2 separate regions of the Mus musculus genome follow, and region 2 is linked to region 1. Evidence: chromatin contacts called from public promoter capture Hi-C data. All regions are on one chromosome and are shown on one strand. Each heading gives the region's core, a stretch centred on a gene start, on an enhancer-like site or on the middle of the called end of the contact. The rest is flanking DNA. Distances are from core to core; before and after follow the strand shown. Region 1 holds the start of Olfr38 (olfactory receptor 38). Region 2 holds the start of Olfr447 (olfactory receptor 447).

Evidence for each region. Promoter capture Hi-C pulls out the DNA fragments that hold promoters and counts their contacts.
Region 2: a promoter capture Hi-C map of stem cell-derived epiblast-like cells shows a contact between it and region 1, with 4 times the contacts expected there. The contact joins the promoter of Olfr447 here to the promoter of Olfr38 in region 1. A contact is called at or near these places in 10 of 39 promoter capture datasets (the 3T3-L1 cell line, 3T3-L1-derived adipocytes, cranial neural crest and 6 more) and 1 of 9 other capture datasets (adipose tissue).

What each region holds. Positions count from the first base shown.
Region 1 is chr6:42,760,553-42,763,377 of GRCm38.p6, reverse strand. It overlaps Olfr38 (olfactory receptor 38), which reads right to left and starts at 1,324. Exons shown (of 1, transcript NM_146986.1): 1 at 371-1,324. The coding sequence starts at 1,324. The coding sequence ends at 371.
Region 2 is chr6:42,910,160-42,913,264 of GRCm38.p6, reverse strand. It overlaps Olfr447 (olfactory receptor 447), which reads right to left and starts at 1,740. Exons shown (of 1, transcript NM_146988.1): 1 at 808-1,740. The coding sequence starts at 1,740. The coding sequence ends at 808.

The DNA of each region.
Region 1 (2,825 bases), core at 75-2,574:
AGTGAGTCTCTCCAAAGGTGAATGTGAACTTTCTCTCAATTGGAATCACAAAAAACTGCTCCAAAATGGATAAACATAAGTACTTCCACTTCATAACTAAAAACAAAGCAGTAAATAGTTTCATTATCATGCCGTGGAAGGAGAGTTGAAAAAATAAAAAATAAAAAGCTCTATAAAACATTATATAACTCCACTGAACATCCTACTGAGGCACAACTCAACATAAAATCTCAGCTCCCAACATGACATCACCAGGACATGTTATGCTGTCTACTTCTGTGTTGACAAGGCATTGCTGATTCTGTCTGTTATTTATGAGTTGAATAAACAATGAGGGGAAGCTGTTTTTTACAGTGATGCTCATAAGTCATCAAGTGGCCAATTTTGATGCAAACCCAGAGAATTTCCCTAATAATTTCTGCCATGCCCCCTTAACCTCTTTATTCCTTAGGCTGTAAATCATGGGGTTCAGCATGGGTGTCAAGATAGCATAGAACAGAGACATCAACTTCTCCTGAAGGACAGAGGGGCTGGAGTGGGGTTGGATGTATGTGAAAATGGCCATGCCATAGCACAGGACAACCATAGTAAGGTGAGAGGCACAAGTGTGAAAGGCTTTCCACCTTCCCTCTGTGGACTGTATCTTTAAGATGGTGGAGATGATCTGGATGTAGGACAGAAGAACTAGGAAGAAAGGTGTCATAAGCAAGACAATGCTAGAAACCATGATTGCAATCTTGTTAGATGAGGTATCCACACAAGCCAATCTGACGACAGCAAGGGTTTCACAGGCTATGTGATCAATATATTTATTTGTGCACATGGGCAGCTGGAAGGTGATGGCAGTGTGCACAAGAGAGTTGATGGAGCCACTGACCCATGATGTGATGACCAGCCTTGTGCAGAGCCCTGCATGCATGATGACTGAATACCTCAGAGGATCACACACTGCCACATAGCGGTCATAGGCCATCACTGCCAGCAGAAGGAACTCAATCCCACCCAAGCCCAGGGAAAAAAATAACTGGGCTGCACAGCTCAGAAATGGAATTGCTTTGTGTGTGGCAAGGAAATGAGCCAGCAGCTGGGGGACTATGCTTGTGGCATAAGATGCATCCACCAGGGACAGGTTGGTGAGAAAGAAATACATGGGAGTGTGGAGTCTGCTGTCCAGTCTGATCAGAACAATGATGAGGAAGTTCCCCAATACTGTCACCAGGTACATCAGCAAGAACAGGACGAAGAGGGAGACTTGAGAGTCCCAGTCACTGGAAAGGCCAAGAAGGATGAATTCATGCAGCTGTGTCTCATTGTTGGTTTCCATTAAAACTATGATCTACAAAAAGTATCATAAATAAAAACACAAGCAATCAAATAACAAGGTCCTAAGTTTCTAATAATACATAATGCATATAATCTGCCAGACTTTTTTTTTTCTTTTAAAGTAGACACAAATTAAATTGAAATCTGTCAAAGCTTTAGTTTGTTTGATAGGCTTCAGTTTCTGGAAGGAAACACCACAATGGAGCCTCTATTTTCATACTCTCCCCTTTCTAATCTGATTCAGTTAAGAGTCTGTTATCTGAAATTGAGCTGAAAACAAAGCAAATGAGAATGAGGTAAAATGGACACTCAAGGTCAAGGATTAAATAGAAAGGACCCCTAGTGGCCAAGACAGATATAAATACAAGAACCCTGGTATAAACACTGCCAGGAAACAAAGTCTCTGCTCATTATTTGTACTCAGCAGGTGTTTTCACTAAAACATAATATAGCAGGCTATAAAAATCCAGGGTGAACAGGTGACATTTTTAAGACATATTTAGAACTGACTCAACTGCTGAACATCTGTCTGTTCACTAGTGCCTTGGTTATTGGAGAGTGCAATATAAGGAGAAGTAGGATGCAGGAGAGAAAGAAAGATGGAGCATCCTAGTCATGCTAATGTCTCTGAGCTGAAAGTAGAAAACTTCCTGTGTCAACTTTCTTATTTGGCAAATGACAAAGCAATATCTAAGCCATACATACCTAAGCCATACACGGTCCAAACATTTGTGAATAGTTTCACAGAGATCTACAATGTCTCTGAGATTGCAAGTTTCATTTATCCTAAAGAGTGTTCACACAACTTATCATCTAACCTTGTTCTACTATCTTTATTTTACTAATTATAGAAATTATTGTCATATTGTATTTCTTATAGCAAAGTATTTTACTGAACAGTTTGCGTATAATCCAATACAGTTAATTGATATATTGATTTAATTATGTTTAATTTATGTAATTATGTTTATCCTATTGAGACTCCTATTCACTTACCTGTAAGGCTGTTGCCTGACTTTAAAAATTATTTTAATTCTTAATTGTTTTTTGTTTTTGAGATAAATTTGGGGTTTTGAGTGGGTTAGCCTGAAGCTCACTATTCTCCTTCAGGTTTCCAAGGGCTAGCTTGTACCACTGATCTCAATTCAAGGGATTTTTTTTTTTTTTTTTTGAGATAGGAGCTGTAGCTAAAAGCTAGCCTTGAGCTCCCTCTGTAGCTCAAGATGACCTTGAACCTTTGCTCTTCCTGCCTCTGCCTCATAAGTTTCAAGGTTGCAGATGTGTATCATTATACCTGGACATCAAGTCCAGTGATTAATGTATGCTAGCCAAGCACCCTAACAACTGGACTACATCTTCAGACAACCCTCCCCCAATTAATATTCTGTTAAACCCATTCTTTAAGTTCTAGTGTCCCTCTTGCAAATCTATAAAGAATACAGGATGCGCTATTTGAAGCCAAATGAAGGAGAAAAAATGGGTTGGTCAGATAACATTAACAC
Region 2 (3,105 bases), core at 491-2,990, 150 kb before region 1:
GCAATGGAGATGAACAAGCAAAGCCCTCACTCGTCCTGGAAAACTCTGACAAATAGAACAATGGTTGAAAGAAGGTTGATTCAAACAATGAATACTTTAAGAATCTACAATCCATTTGCATCAAGTCAAAGAAAACACAACATTAATACAAACTGAAGTCAGGGTCACACTACTTTACATTGTGAGAGAAGGCAAGGCCCACTCATTGGAAGAGGGTGTAATGAAACGTCTTATTCCTCATCTTGAGAAAGGCTCCCAGGAGTTATTGTCCTTGGATTTTTCACTCTGATGAACTGATGCTTTGTGCATCTTCAACAAAATTAAAAAGAAAAAAATCTATCCCTCTAGTGTTTGGCTATAGTTAAATCAGGCACTGTACAGTACCGGATTTGCATCTTTGTCTCCCACTTTACTCCCATTACATTCTAGTTTCCTCCTTTCATCTCTAGGCAGACTGTAGGCAGCATTTCTTGCAGGGACTGATGCAGCATTTTGTACCACTATTGCACCTGTGTGTATATCTTTCAAGCTCTTAGCTGTTTTAGCTCACAGGGTTGGTAGCTTGGGTAACCCTGATGATTGCTTTTAGACACATTAAAAGCCCGTGCACTGTCATGCCCATGTATGTTTGGGTTGCTTGTGCTCCACCAATCTGAAGAGTAAAAAAGATAAAACACAGGAAGGTTCTTGGAAGGTGTGAGAAGGCTGTTGGAAGAAAATGGATAGGATGAACAAGTTACATGTCCTGGTCAATATTAAATGAAACTAATTCTAATATCTTTGCAAGGTCATTACTCTTTAATATCCTCAAGAGGTGTCCTCCTTTAAGAGTGTCCTCTTCAGAGCACTTTTGACCTCTTTGTTCCTCAGACTATAGATCAGGGGGTTGAGCATAGGATTAAAAAGGCTATGGAATAGCAAGAGATATTTCTTCTGCTCATTGGACTTCCCGTGTTGAGGCCCAATGTACATGACAATGGCTGTACCATAAAAGAGTCCAACAACACAGAGATGAGAGGAGCAAGTGGAGAAGGCTTTCTGGCGCCCCTGCTGTGACTTAATCTTCAGGATGGCACACAGAATATGAGCATAAGAGACTACAATTGAAGAAAATGGTCCGACAAGCACAGACACAGCCCCAGCCAAAACCATTAACTCATTGATGCGGGTATCTGAACAAGCAAGTTTGAGAACAGCTATAATTTCACAGAAAAAGTGATTCACTTTTTGTGAGCCGCAGAAGGGTAATGGTAACAACAATACTAGATGGACCAGGGCCAAGAGTACTCCTAAAATCCAGGAAGTCAGCACCAGGATAACACAAACTCTCCAGCTCATGATAGCAGTATATCGGAGTGGGTGGCAGATGGCTACATATCGATCATAGGACATCACCACCAGTAGGAGACATTCCGTGTGTGCAAACGTCAAAAAGAGAAAGGTCTGTGTCATGCAGCCAGCGAAAGAGATTGGCTTGGCTGGATCCATGAGGTTTACCAGCATCTGGGGCACTGTGTTGCAGGCATAGGCAATGTCAACGATGGCCAGGTGAGACAGAAAGAAGTACATGGGAGTGTGGAGTCTGGAGTCCAGGCAGATAAGTCCCAGGATGGTCCCATTTCCCAGCAGGGTGAAGGCATAGAACAGGGAGAAGAGGGCAAAGAGGAGCATCTGCATCCTCGGGCTGAGAGGAAATCCCAGGAGGATGAACTGTGTGATCAAGGTCTGATTTCCCCCCATTTCCCTGTGAAAGAGAGTTTGAATCTAGTGTGAATGTTCAAGGCTGGGATTTAGATAGTACACTTGTGTTATGTTAATGCTTTTAAGAAAACCCTCCTAATATTCTTGACTTGTTAATCTCTAAATTAAAAGCTTTCATTTGTTTCAAATGAATCAGAAGGAAATGGGTATTTCATAAGGCAAATGCTAATATCATAATACATTATTCAGCAAATACTGCTTTCATGTTCAAACAGATTTTTATCAAAACATGGTAATAAGTTCTCATCATGGTGGTGGCTGTACAGTTCAGTTGAAGCAGACAGGTGTATACATGTGCCATGTATAGTCATTTTCATGTGGAATGAGGGTGAGGAGTTTATCAATGATCCTTTTATCAAATTTACTTACAAAAGCAAAGTATGTTATAATTTTAATATTTACTTTCATGGATTTCAGTACTAATGAAACAGAATAAGACTGGATGGCAGAGACAGATTGGCAGTTTGTTTTAACCCCAGCTGGATTTAGGCTAGGGACCACTGTCTTTTCACTTTTGTGCCCACAGATGAACATGGGGTTAGAAAACATAGGGTTATCATTGTTTCTGTTGTATCTGTGCTTTGTTTTATCTGCATGTGTCCCCTGAACACTCAGAAAATTATATAGAGGATATATATATATCCTCTAGAATCCTATTATTGTTCAGTGCATGTGTCATATTCTCTTTTATTCTGTGCTGTTCTACTCAGTTTCATTAGTAGAATTGCCATGTGAATAATTTAATGATATTTTTAAGCTTTCAGTTAAAAGTGTTGACTGAATCAAAGATTAAAGTTTAGGCTTTCACTGTAGATTCATATTTAAAGAATCTTCTGTATACTGCTTAAGGACAATGTAAATTAATTATTTTATTAACACAGTCATATTTTCTTTTGTGGCTGGTTAGATGCTTAAATCCCTTTTGACAGAGAGAAGGTTTTCTGAGCTTTGAACTGCAGCTATTAAACCATTGCTGCAGCTTTCTTGTTTGACTCTATATCATTCTTTAGTCTAGAGTTCATGTGAATTTCACCTTTAAAATAGTAATCCCAGAAAAAATATGACTTAATTTCTCGCAACATGTTTCACAATCATATTTGATATATGAAATGTTTTGTAAGCAAGAGAGGATAAATTTTTGTTTTACCTTAAGTCAAATACAGGAAATTACTGAGAGACAATATCATCTGAGTCCAAGAGACAGACTTGTGATTACTGGAATCATCTCCCACAAAGGTGATTGTTTTACTAGGATTAAAATTTATTTAAGTTGGTTGATTGCATAACAGGTTAATTGCCCACTTATTCAAGAACGATTCCTGCATCATTGGAGAAGTTGAAGTG